3 separate regions of the Sus scrofa genome follow, and all the other regions are linked to region 1. A link is a contact called in public Hi-C data. All regions are on one chromosome and are shown on one strand. The core of a region is the stretch at or near the end of the contact, and the rest is flanking DNA. Distances in the headings are between cores, read along the strand shown.

Region 1 (4,397 bases), core at 1,041-3,540:
TTTTCTCTCATGTCAGTTCAATCCACAGAGCTATTAAAATTTTCAGAACTTCAGGGCACTGAAGACATATATTATCTGAATATAAGCATTTGGTTAACTGATAACCAACCTGGTACAACTGGTTAGTGGGTAGGTTGCTAACACTTTCTATGTTTTCTATTTACACAGAACTGAGTTTTTGCATCACCTCACTTATCCAGAAAACAGTTTAGAAACAAGACATTCTAAAAATTAAAACAAAACTTGAGAAATAATTTTCTTACACATATACTTTTCTCGTAGGAGAAATGGCCCTTAGGCCCAGACTCAAAAAGTAGTCATGTTTATTGTACACACAGCCCTAATCATTGTGATTTTCTCAAGTTCATGCCCAGAGTACTTTAGAAATAGAAAATGAGAAGTAGGGAGAGGGTTTCCTATAGACAGGCATATTAGCAAGAAGTAACTGCTGACACCCTAAAGAAGGGAGGAAATAGAAAAGTGTAAAAAGCAGACAGAAGAATTCTAGAAGGCCCAGTAACGTAGGGCCTCCTAGTATGTCTGCATATATACCCATCTACCTCCACTGCCTAAGCACACGACTTTATTATACAATAATATCAGAACGGGTTCTCATTATGACAATGTCAGGACCAAGAAAAGAAAAAAAGATGTTAAATAAAGCCTCCAGACTCTTTCAGAAAGCTGGAGAGGTTGAATTGCCTTTTTGGGGGGCAGCACCTGCATCATATGGAGGTTCCCAGGCTAGGGGTCTAATGGGAGCTGTTGCGACGAGCTTACACCACAGTTACAGCAATGCGGGATCTGCGACCTACACCACAGCTCAGGGCAACACCAGATCCTTAACCCACCAAGCGAGGCTAGGGATGGAACCTGCAACCTCATGGTTCCTAGTCGCGTTCGTTTCCACTGCGCCACGACGGGAACTCCTGAATTACACGTTAGAAAGTTTTCTGCTCAAAATGTCTTTCCTTTCCTTTCTTTTCCCTTCCTTTTCTTCCTTCACTCCTCATTCTTTTGCTTTGAACGTCAAGCTCTCAATGGCCCAGAACCCCACTCTCTAGAACGGTTACTTTCTCAAAGAGAGATGGGATTTCACGGTGGCCATGCTAATAGGTGCCATATATAGATGTGTGATTATTACATATTGTGTGATTAGTATTAGTTCATATCCTTTAAAAGTCGTCTCATAGTTGTTCTATTTCTGAACAGTTGAACCATTGTTAAAGATACTTTTACTTGGAAAGAGAAGAAACAAAGCAAAACACGAATGGAGGGGCTAGGTTGGAATGAACATCACCTTACTAGTGCAGCGGGAGGAGGGCTTACTTAAGGAACACACAAAATTTCACTGTCTCGCTGGTTTGTACTTTCAGCCCAGCTCACAGACAGACCTCCACAACGGCTCACTGCCACCAGAGCTTTTCTTTCAACTGATGAAAAACTGAAAGAAAAAGCTAAGTCTCCTCCCCATGTGATATAGAAGAGATGTTGGCACATTCGCATTTTCATAAGGAAAAACAAGTTGAACTGCGGCAACTCTGGAAGTCAGTCTCATCAACTGCACCCTCCTTTCGCACACGGCAGACTCCTGCGCGCACCCACACTCCTTACGTGGGAACCTCGTCATGTATGGAACGTGTAATATCTGTCAGCGCTGCCCTTTAATGAGCGATTCCTATGAGCCAGGCAGGGGGTCAGAGGGCAACATGCCCCCTGCCTCCCGTGAGGAAACTGAGGCTTGAGAAGTTTAAGCACATGTTTTTAAAAACATGAAGCTCACAAAAAATAGAGATGGCATTTTATTTATTTATTTATTTTTGCTTTTTAGGGCTGCACCTGCAGCATATAGAAGTGCCCAGGCTAGGGGTCAAATCTGAGCTGCAGCTGCCAGCCTACACCTCGGCTACAGCAATGTGGCATCCTTAGCCCACTGAGTGAGGCCAGGGATCGAATCTGCATCCTTATGGGTACTAGTCAGCTTCATAACTAGCTGAGCCACAACGGGAACTCCTTCCCCCTTCACCCCATCCCAAAGTCACTTCTTAACCCACTGGGCCAGGAAATCTCCCAGCGAGGCTTAAATGTTTATCTCTGCCAATGACTCTCATTTTCCCAAGAGCAGGGAGGGTTGGGAAAACAGCCACTTTACAGGTAAAGACCTGGGATGTGCAGTGTGATCACCAGGCACGCTGCTGCCATGTGAATGGGCACGTGGCCTCTCTGAGTGTCTGGGAAAGCCACATGCCAGGCCTGGGAAAGGCCACAGTGGGAAGAAGGCACATCCAGGGCGGGTGGCTTTTGCAGCAGAAACCACCTGCTTAGATGCCTCCCTGCCACTCAGAGGCTCTCTGCAACAGTGGGGAAATGTTGCCAGTCAGGCGCATGCTTTCCAGTGGCAGCTGCCCGTTAACAAACTATAGTGACCTTGGCAACACGTCCTGAACACAGGCCACCGGCGTCATACAGCAGTCCTCTGTGACGCAAGGGCACAGCCAGCCCTGACGACTGTTCAGGGACTGGGCAGGAGAATTCCAGGGCCCCTGCTTTTTCCTACTTTGAGATACTTAGAAGACGTAGATAAAGCAACTGGAAAACAGAAATGTGTAAACTGGAGAGAGAAAGGGAGAGGAGAAGGGATTGACTTTGGAAATCATCAGCCTGTCCAACTAACATACAGAGAAATATAACAACCATTGATCAAAGTATCAAGTTGTCAGCGCTTAAAGAGAAGGCTATGAAAGTCCAGAGCTGTACAGCTGTATAACAAACCAAGCCTCTTGGACTAACCGAACTTCCTTCCGAGACAAAACAACAGAAAATGAGGCATCCAGGAGATCATGATGGGAACTTGCAAAAACTTTGCCCCATGCTTCAGTGAGGCTGGGCGAGCAGGTGAGCCTGGGTCTTACACACTTGGGCAAGGCTTAGATTCCTTGGCAGTTTGCTTGGGCAAATGTGCCCAACCTTTAGGCATGTCTCATTCCTCAGTGATATGTGACATTCACGAGTACCCATAACAGGATCTTCTTGCCATCATTGTCCAGACAAGATGGGCATGATTTCATTTTGGGCATGCATTCAATGGCCAGCACATAAAAGGGGGTAGATAAGCATTGGTCGAGTGACTCACACGGGCTCTGTAAATATTCGTTCATTGACTGAGTCATCAATGAAATAGTATTTAATCATAATTCTCCAGCTCACTACATTAAAGCCAAAACTTGGTGTCCACGTTTCTTTTTCTTCTTTTTTCAATGGCTGCACCCATGGCATATGGAAGTTCCCAGGCCAGTGACTGAATCCAAGCTGCAGCAATGCTGGATTCTTTTAACCAAATGTAGCAGGCCAGGGATAGAACCCGAGCCTTCGAAGTGACCCAAGCCACTGCACTCAGGTTCCTAATCCACTGCACCATAGTAAGAACTCCTCGGTGTCCAGGTTTCTGACTTATGGAGAAAGAGTCTATCATTTTAAAGGAATATACATAAATATAAGAACCTTAAAATTAATATTTCTGACATTAAAAAGTAATACAGGCTCACTGTAGGAAAATCTTAAAATACTAGAAAATGTAAATAACCAGAAACAATCGCTTGTAACCTCATAATCCTGCCACGAGAGATAATGAGTTAACATTTTGGTGTAGTTCTTTTCAACCATTTTCTATACATATACATAGACAAACTTACACATTTAAAATTATAACTATGTGGACTATTTCATTGTGAATCTGCCTTTTTCAATGCTGGGCATTTTCCTTTATCAACAACTATCTCTGAAAATATGATTTGTAAATATGTATACAGCATTCGTCACATAGATGGACTATGATTTATTTAACCATTTTCTTATTTTTGTACATGGATTTTGTTTCCAACTTTTTCTATATTATAAATAATGCTTCAGCCAACATACTTATTTATAAATCACTTTTGATAATATACTTATGATTATTTTCCTAAGACAGCTATCTAGAAGCAGAATTTCGAGAGCAAGGGATATAAGTACTTTCACAGCTCTTTTGACACAGTTCTTAAAAAAAAAAATTTTTTTTTGTCTTTTGTTTTTTTAAGGCCATATCTGTGGCATATGGAGGTTTCCAGGCCAGGACTTGAATCGGAGCTGTACCCTCACAACAGCCACAGCAATGCAGAATCCAAGCGGCATCTGCAACCTACACCACAGCTCACAGCAACGCCAGATCCTTAAACCACTCAGCGAGGCCAGGGATCGAACCCATGTCCTCATGGATACTAGTCAGGTTCGTTAACCATTGAGCCATGACGGGAACTACTTAAAATATTTTTTAAAACTCTTTTTACCACATGTAAGGACTAAGATCTAAAGGAAGTTATGGGGAAATATGACAGGTTTTTGGTTTTTAGTTTGCTTGT
Region 2 (4,397 bases), core at 1,420-3,919, 190 kb before region 1:
TGCTCCCTTATTTTCATTTTTAACCTTTCTAAATGATGAACATTTCAAAACTCCCCAGAGCAGAGTGCGATTACCTTTCTCTCTCTGATTTTTTAATATTTTATTTTATTTTATTTTTTTGTCTTTTTAGGGCTTCACACGTGGCATATGGAGGTTCCCAGGCTAGGGGCCTACACCACAGCCTGAGCAACACCAGATCCGAGCCGCATCTATGACCTACACCACAGCTCATGGCAATGCCGGATCCTTAACCCACCGAGCGAGGCCAGGGATTGAACCTGTGTCCTCATAGAAGCTGGTCAGATTCATTTCCACTGAACCATGACCAGAACTCCCCTCACTCTGATTTTTTTAAAAGCCTCGTGTCATTTCCCTCTACATGCTGGATTGGACACCTCTAAAAAAGATGGGCCTTTCAGATGTAATGATATCACCGTTATAGACCTAAGAATTACCAATAACTCCTTGCTCTCACTCAACACCCAATTCAGATGGAAATTTCTCCAATTGTCCCAACTTTTTCTAAGTGTAGATTCTTTTGAGTCAAGTCTACTCTTTGAGTTGGTGGAGTTTTTGAAGGAATGGAGCCAGTTGTTCAGCAGAGCTTCCTGGGCATGGCTTCTGCCTCCTCTCGTCCACTCACGCTCCCCTTACAGCTCTTAGTATGGGTGACCCCACCTGTGCCCACAGCTGAACCAGGCTCTTTGCCCCGTTTCCATCATGAGCTTTCTGAGGGCAGGTATGACATGTCTTCTCATCTTGGTGTTCCTTGTGGTGGGTCCCATCGTAGCACAGTGTGTATTTTAAGTGGCCTATTGACTCTCAAAAACATCACTGTATTGGAGGAATCAGGGACTGAATTTTTTTTTTTCTTTACCACTTAAAACTTGGAGTCTTGAGATTTTGAAACCTCCCCCGCCCCCATGACTGGGAGTGATGGGTTGGATCCACAGGTATTTGTAGGCAGAGCAGAGGGTTGACCAGATGACCTTTGGGACCCAGGATGACTATAATTCTGGCTGCTGCCACATATTGACTTTGGCCTCTAACTTTGTTCTGGGATTTATCAATATTCTCGTGGTTAAATTCCACAGGCTGGCATCATCTGAGGAGGCAAACTAGGACATGCTTTCTTGCCACCACTTTTTACAGCCTGACCAGGGGCAGAAAGGTTGCCCTCTCTCCCTGTGTTGCTGTGTCATTTAGTGGGGTTAGTTGGAGCCAGGGGCCTGGTGTGTCAGGGTGGTGGCACCTCCTGCCCCTTGCTCTGCTTTCTGACCCAACTTTCTGATCTCACAACCTCTGACTTGTTTATTTCCAGAGGTGTAATCTCTATGTCATCTTGCAAGCAAATGAGAAAATATGGCTTGGAGTATGGACTTTAGCTTTATGATTCATTTGTTCAACCAGATCTTTTTGAGAATCACTATGGGCCAGGTTCTGCCTGCCTAGGTTCTGGGGATCCAGTGGTGGTCAAGACCCCCTTTGCTGGCAAGGAGTTCACCGTTGAATGAAAGAGAGAGACCACCAGTGTCATGGTGGGAGGGAGCCCAGGCGCATGGCAGACAGAGAAAGACACCCATCTCAGACTTCTGGGGGTATGGCAGGGCTTCCTGGAGGAGGTGACTTCCAAGCTAAGTCTTGAAAGACACAGAGGGATTTCCTGGAAGAAGGGGAAGGGGAAGAGGGAAGAACATTGCAGGTATATTCCAAGGAGAGTGAATAGCCTGTGGAACAGGACATGCATGTACTGTGTATTTTCAGAGACGCTTGTAATTCACATTTCTCAAATAACTTTTTCAAAAAGGCTTCAGGGCCCCTCATTGTTCCATTCATGTCCCATTCCAGTGACATGCCACCCAGCTCAAAGGTAACTACTTTTCTGACATCTAACACACAGATTCGTTTTGTTTCGTTTTGAAGTTAAATCAATGAAAATTTTACAGTAAAAAAAAAAAAGGGCTTCAGGGAGAGTAAATGATTTGTCTGGGTGGGGAGAGGAGTTAAGTGATTTGTTGGTGGTGGGGAGAGGGGTTAGAATTATGGTCACAGATTCTCGGAGCAGCAGTTCAGCATCCTGACTTTATTCCATGCCATGTCACACCCACCCCTCTATTAAGTTAGTAAAAAATTTCTCATTTGTGCCAGCTGTGGAAGGTTTGGGCCTGGGGGTTCAGGGAGTACACAGCTGCTGTCTTTGGAGAAGAAACGTTGGGCCAGGTCTACGTGTGGGCAGAACCATTAAGGGCCCCTTCAAAGCATCCCTGTGGGTTCCTGGAGACGGGAACCCCTGTCTCAGAGGATGGAAAAGTTTCTCTTCCTGAAGTGGACACAGACTGTTTTATGTTGGCTTACAAGCTAGAAACTACTGACTCCATGTCAGACTACTGACCAAATAAAATTATTTCATGGTTTACATATTATATGAAAACCACGGTTTATGATATATACATGAAATGTGATTACATAGGCTTAAGCCCACCACAATCTTGAGGAAGGCCAAGATTTTTCCTTCCCTTCTCCACATCAGATGCTTTTTAAAAATCTCTGAGAGGACTTCCTTTGTGGCTCAGTGGGTTAAAGATCTGGGGTTGTCAGTGCAGGAGCATGTTTCATACAGGAGAGGTGATGCCTGGGAGTTCCCGCTGTGGTGCAATCGTTTTGGCAGCATCTCTGGAGCGCTGGGATGCACTTTTGATCCCTGGCCCAGCACAGTGACTTCAGGGTCCGGTTTTGCTGCAGCTGTGGCATAGGTTGCAACTACGGCTCAGATCTGATCCCTGGGCTGGGAGCTCCAAATGCCGGGGAGGGGGCGGCCAAAAAAGGAAAGAAAGAAAGGAAGGAGGGAAGGAAGAAAGAAAGAGAGAAAGGAAGAAAGAAACAATGCCTGTGTAGGTGCTCAAGGAACAGGATGGCGGAGCATGAGGGCCCAGCCCTGCACTCATTATTCCTACCAACTCATTTCTCCTCCTCTTGCCTTGTTTTCATCTGTAAAAACAACCGTCTCATCTCATTGTGTGGGTGAAGGGTTTTGGTGCCCCAGACGCTAGATGCCTTGAGTCTGAGACAGCGTGAGCGCTCCTGGAGCCTCATAGCTGTGAGTGGCAGGGTCTGGGATCCTGGGGCCGAGGGTGGGGGTTAGGGGACCAGGCAAGGCTGCTCCATGCCGCAGCCCGATTTCACTTGGTTGGCAGAGAGAACGCAAGCCAGCAGCGTGCAGCTCAGGGTCTTCATGCATCGTGGAGGCTTTCACCTTCCGCCAAGTCCACATCCCCACTGTGCTGAAATACAATTGTCTCCATCGCGGGATCAGGCAGCAGACCTCCGTCCTCCGTGCGACACCCTCAGGGCCGATCTGAGGTCCCCCAGCATTTCCCCCAGGCTTCCCCCTCCTCCAGCACAATGGCAGTGAGAGGGACAAGGTGCGGGTGATTTATGGGGAACCCTAGCAGCCTGTGAGGCGGGTGGCTTTAATGGTTATCTCGGAGGTGACATTCCATTAGGGGTGATTGAACTTAATTTTAATGGCAGGATGACTTAGTGTTTCATCATCCTCTCCCAGCCCTGAAGGTCAGCAGGAACACTTTCTTTCCTCCAAGAATCACACGCCAAACCCCCTGTAACACGCTGCCAATCTTGGTTAAGGCTAAAGGACTGAGCTGTCCTGGCACCCTTCTGCACAAACAGGTTTGTTTGTCAACATGGGCCTCTCCGGTCAGTGAACTTGGAGCCAGAGGGCACGGGCTGAACATTGACTCTACCACTCTCTGGATGTGTGGCCTTGGGCCACTTACTTATCCTCTCTGTGTCTCAGTTACCCCATCTGTAAAGTTGGGTGATAATTGTACATGCTGCTGAGGGTTGTTGTGAGGCTGACATTGTTAGGTGGGCGTACAGTGGTTAAAACTGTGCCTCCAACGTGGAAGTTGCTAAGGAGACATCAGCACCTGTTGTCTCTGGGGAAAGGAATAGAATAAATAGCCATTGATAAAACATGTTCAAACATACACTGAGCAGACAGTTGAGCAGATGTGAGGGGGTTCAGGGGGAGTAGGTGAGCATGGAAAAATCGATTGAGGCTGATCGGAAAGGGCTCGGAAGGGCAGGTTCATGGGCTTAAACAGCATTCTTTTTTTTTTTTTTTTTTTGTCTTTTGTCTTTTGTCTTTTAGGGCCGCACTGCCTGCATATGGAGGTTCCCAGGCTAGGGGTCTAATTGGAGCTCCAGCTGCCGGCCTACACCACAGCCACAGCCACACAGGATCCAAGCCATGTCTGCAGCCTACACCACAGCCCACGGCAACACCAGATCCTTAACCCACTGAGTGAGGCCAGGGATCGAACCCACAATCTAAATGATATGAATGTTTCCCAAGAGGGAAAGACAATGGGAAGGAA
Region 3 (4,397 bases), core at 784-3,283, 150 kb before region 1:
TCGATTCCTGTTTAAGGATCCAGCGTTGCCAGGAGTTGTGGTGTAGGTTGCAGATGCAGCTCAGATTCTGCATTGCTATGGCTGTGGCGTAGGCCGGCAGTTGTAGTTCTGATTCGACCCTAGCCTGGGAGAGCCTGGGAACCTCTATATGCCAAGGGTGTGGTCCTGAGAAGCAAAAAGAAAAAAAAAAAAATACACATGCTTGTGTCCTGCACCCAGAAATGTTTCTAGTGGTGGAGGTGGTGTATCTGGGAGTTGTCTGCGCAAAACAGGAATTTTGCCCCCTGCATCCTCTTGTTTCCTGGGCTGGGCCTTGGGGGAAAGCTCTCCTGGGCACCAGGACCTGGTGTCACAATCAGGCCATAAGAAACTGAGGCTAATGCTGCTTTTTTCCAGGGCAGCGAACAGGCAACCTCTCTGCCCAGCAAGGCCACCCTGGGCCCCAGCAGGACGACTGGGGTCAGGGACGGGGGCACTGGCCAGGGTGACCCCGGGGGAGGGGCTGGTGTGGCCTCATGCCTCTCAGCCTGAGTTCCTTGGACCCCCTTGGCTTTTCTGATCGTGAGTCCCTGGGCTCCTCTCCTCCCCGCAAAATGCCCAAGGAAAGAATCATACAGAGGACAGGCTCAACTGTGGGAGGCTGGAGCAAAAAGCCAATAAAACTGGCTTTATTTGTAATGTTCCCGTGTTTGTTATTTCGTTATCCCTACCCTGCTTCCTCCAAGCAATGTAACAAGGAAAAGGATTTAAAAAAAAAAAAAACTCCCTGCTCTAAGTATGCATGAACTTCATGGCCTCACTTGATCCTTTACCTCCTTCTTCTCCAGCAGGCCAGTGCATGAATTCCTCTCCCAAACGGTGTGTTTTCCATCCTAACTTTTATGGCATGTCCCTCGATTAATGGTTGACGTATTCATTTTCTCCCCTCCGCCCCCATTATCAAAGTGTGCTTTGACTAACGATTAACTCTCTGGTTAACAGAAAGAAACCTGTTAATCATCTACAAGCCCTCGAGCAGGAAAATCATTCTTTGTAACCTTTTCCCAACGGCAGGAGAGCCCCCTGTCCCGAGGCAGCTGACCTTCAACCACACCTGGGTCCCGAAGCTTGCAAAACCCCGACTGTAATCGTGTTACAAGGGCTTATTAGTAAGCCAAGGTCATAAACCCCTGAGGAGCGAGTGACGCTGGTTCTCCCAGCCAGGCAGGGAGAGCACTCTTCAGTCCAGACACCCTAACTCCAGGACCCTATAAAGAGACCAAGCGGCACCTCTTTTTTAAAAAAAAAAAAAATTGTTTTGCCAGTGAGGGCTAATCATTCTCTGTTGTACATTCTTTGTTGCTGGGAGACTCAATGGCTGTACAGGCTGTTCTTTCTCGGAGCCATAGTTCAAAAGTGCTCCTGACCCAAACACACACGTGTTGTAATCCTGCCCTCCCTTGTGTGGGGCCGGCAGACAACTAGCAAGTGTGCAGCCCCAGCCAGACCCAGAGGCTGGAAGGGGGGAACCTTCTTCTGAAGTTAGGTGGGCGGTGCCTTTCTTTCCTGGAAGGAGCTGGAGGAGGAGGGGAAGGGATGGGGCGGGATGCTTTAGGGGGCCCCCTCCTCACCCCAGAGGGAAGGGCTGGAGACCTGTGGCTCACCATCTGGGATGCGATGTGTGCCCCAGGGCTAGAGAGTCAGTCCTCGTGGAGAAAGCAACCCCTTCGTTCATTTGCAAAGCTGATCTGCTGTGGAGTGGGGAGGCCGGGAGAAAGGAGGGCTCCCCTCCATCCTTGCTGGGTTTGGCTTGCTTTTCTCCCTGGTGGCACCCCGCTCCTTCTTCTTAAATAAGACCCGGCAGCAAGGGAGAGTCTGGTCTGCTGAGAGGACGCAGGCGCTGCCAGACTTATTAGGAAAGAGGCAGCCCGGGTTTTGGCCAGCGCTGGCGCTGTGGACCACATGGTCCTCTGCGCGCCTGGTTACTGTCAGCGCTGCGCTCTGGACCCCGCCGCCCTGGCCTCCTCCCCGCTGCCCGCAGCGCCTGCCCTGCTCCGATCCAAACATTTCCACATTAGGCAGCCTTGCTGCCTGGCTCCCCGCCTCCAGCCGTGACCTGGGGTGACCTCCGTCCCGGGCTCGATGCCAAGCGCTCCACCACAGGTGCACTTGCCTGTTTTCTGGGTCGCCCTTGTGATCTGGTGTCCAGGTGCTTGGCAACATTTAGCAAACCTTCCTCGGTGCTCTGTGTCGTCTTGACACTGTTTGCGCAGACACCCTTGGGGATGCGGGAGAGGAGCTGGTGCCTCTCCTTCATGCACTTAGTGCCTGGCATGCCGCGCTGGCCTCACCAAGATGCTGGATGACCCTCTCTCCCTCTTCATCCCCCGCCCTCCCCCTTTAAGCAGGTCTGACTTGTCTTTTGGACTCAGAGAGTCAGAGCAGAAGTTACGATTCCTTCTACACACACACCCACCCCTAGATTTGTGCAGCCATATATGGTAGCCACCCGGGCATGTGGCTCAGGAGTGGTGAAAATGGGACTGCTTCAAACTGAGACATGCTGGGTGGGGGTAAGTCACACTGGATTTCGAGGACTTTGTTAAAAAAAAAGAACGGGAAGTATCACACATGTTGAAATGCTCATATTTAAGGAAGAGTGGATTAAGTAAAATATGCTATTAAGAAGAATGTTACCTTTCTGTCCACTTCCTTTAATGCGGCTACTGAAAGATGCAGCACATTAGTTCGCATTGTATTGGGGTTGGACTGCTACGCTCTTGCCTGTTCCACTGGGGACGGTTCCTTCCGTGCTTCCTAATATTCTGGGGGTCCCTGACAGCGGGTGGTTGCAGGCTCTGTACCTACAGCTCCCTTCCTGCCCTCAGAACTTCTAGCCACAGTCCTGGATCCAGGCCTGGGACCTCCTATCCTGGCGGCATCCCCACAGGAAGGCCCCTGGCTACACAGCCATCCTTGCCTCATGGGTGTTCTCAGCCTGCTCGGCTGTCCCTGAGCCCTGCTCTCCTCTGGTCTCTGTGCCCAGTGTCCCTGGCAGACAGCATGTGAACGTGTGTGTGCTCAGCCTGAGGTTGGTGAGCTGCCCTGAAGGGAGGAGCAGGCAAGAATCCAGTTTTCTTTTTTCTTTTATTTTTTTAGGGTCACACCCTCGGCATATGGAGGTTCCCAGGCTAGGGGTCTAATCGGAGCTGTAGCTGCCGGCCTACGCCAGAGCCACAGCAATGCCAGATCCAAACCGCATCTGCAACCATCACCACAACCCATGGCAACACCGGATCCTTAACGCACTGACTGAGGCCAGGGATTGAACCTGCATCATTATGGACACTGTATCAAGTTCTTAACCGGCTGAGCCAAACTCAAAATCTGTTTTTTTTTTATTTTTCCATTGTGAGGGGCAGAAACTGATCAGTCTAAGTCACAATGCTTTGGTGTCAGTTATCAGCACATGAAGGAAAGGCCAACTAAGGCTGGCCTTTAGACCTGCCGGGTACTCTTTGAAAGGCATTTTTAGAAATTCTTATTTTATTGAGAGTGTGAGCATTTAAAATCAAGTAAAAATCACACATCACAATTTCATTTATTTTACATGAAATGTTTATGGGGAGTCAAAATGTTGAGAGGGGAAATAGCACCTTCTGAGACTGTCCTGTCTCATATGGTACATGGGAACTTGAGACATGGCTGGTCCGTATTCAGATATGCCATAGTTTTGAGACTTAGTGTGAAAAAAGGAGTTCTCACTAATAATTTTTTATTTTTATGAAATTTTTATATTTAATGATGAAGACATACTTTTGATCCACCAATTTCTATTATCAAGATGAATTTTACCTGTTTCTTCCTTTTTTTTTTCTTTTCTTTTCAGGGTCGCCCCTGTGGCATATGACATTGCCAGGCTAGGGGTAGAATCGGAGCTGCAGCTGCTGGCCTCTGCCACAGCCACAGCAACGCCAGATCTGAGCCACATCTGTGACCTATGTTGCAGCTTGTGGCAATGCCGGATCCTTGACTTACTGAGCGAGGCCAGGGAACAAGCCTGCATCCTGAGGGATACTAGTTCAGTTCTTAACCTGCTGAGCCACAATGGCAACTCCCTCCTGTTTCTTTTTTTAAACGTGGCTACTGGAAATGAAAAATGACCACTGTGGCTCCCATTATGTTTCTCCGGGACCGTGAAGCTGGAAGAGAATTCTGCTTTGTTTACGCTGAGACACTTACAGGTGCATGGGAGCATCTCAACCAGGTTCATCACAGCTTAGGGGCCTGGGAACTTTGACCCCAGTCTTCCACTGATACCACAAAACAGGCATTCAGTTCTTTAAGTCTGATTTCTGGTTCCTCCTGCCAGATGTTGCCTGGAAGGCCCCAGCCTGACTTAGCCTCTGCAGAAATGG

The links. A called contact is a pair of places that touch in the nucleus more often than the background predicts.
Region 2: a contact with region 1 is called in a Hi-C map of liver, with 5 times the contacts expected there. The contact joins two enhancer-like sites. A contact is called at or near these places in 3 of 47 Hi-C or Micro-C datasets (liver and skeletal muscle) and 2 of 2 datasets of contacts at active chromatin or transcription factors (alveolar macrophages and skeletal muscle).
Region 3: a Hi-C map of liver shows a contact between it and region 1, with 12 times the contacts expected there. The contact joins two enhancer-like sites. A contact is called at or near these places in 9 of 47 Hi-C or Micro-C datasets (embryonic fibroblasts, fetal liver, heart right ventricle and 3 more) and 2 of 2 datasets of contacts at active chromatin or transcription factors (alveolar macrophages and skeletal muscle).

Annotation. Positions count from the first base shown.
Region 1 is chr14:56,514,576-56,518,972 of Sscrofa11.1, forward strand. The region is part of intron 1 of LOC102158473 (a long non-coding RNA gene); the gene reads right to left. LOC110256878 (a long non-coding RNA gene) reads left to right here. Exons shown (of 3, transcript XR_002338951.1): 3 at 1,377-1,811. Among named protein-coding and RNA genes, the nearest start is that of IRF2BP2, 29 kb to the right of the region's middle. Within about 2 kb of position 2,291, at least 10 of the 83 cell types and tissues checked have an H3K27ac peak or open chromatin away from gene starts, as enhancers often do. A contact at or near this core is called in liver and skeletal muscle, where this site is marked.
Region 2 is chr14:56,321,667-56,326,063 of Sscrofa11.1, forward strand. No RefSeq gene overlaps it. Among named protein-coding and RNA genes, the nearest start is that of TOMM20, 210 kb to the left of the region's middle. Within about 2 kb of position 2,670, at least 6 of the 83 cell types and tissues checked have an H3K27ac peak or open chromatin away from gene starts, as enhancers often do. A contact at or near this core is called in liver, where this site is marked.
Region 3 is chr14:56,363,293-56,367,689 of Sscrofa11.1, forward strand. No RefSeq gene overlaps it. Among named protein-coding and RNA genes, the nearest start is that of IRF2BP2, 180 kb to the right of the region's middle. Within about 2 kb of position 2,034, at least 60 of the 83 cell types and tissues checked have an H3K27ac peak or open chromatin away from gene starts, as enhancers often do. A contact at or near this core is called in liver and skeletal muscle, where this site is marked.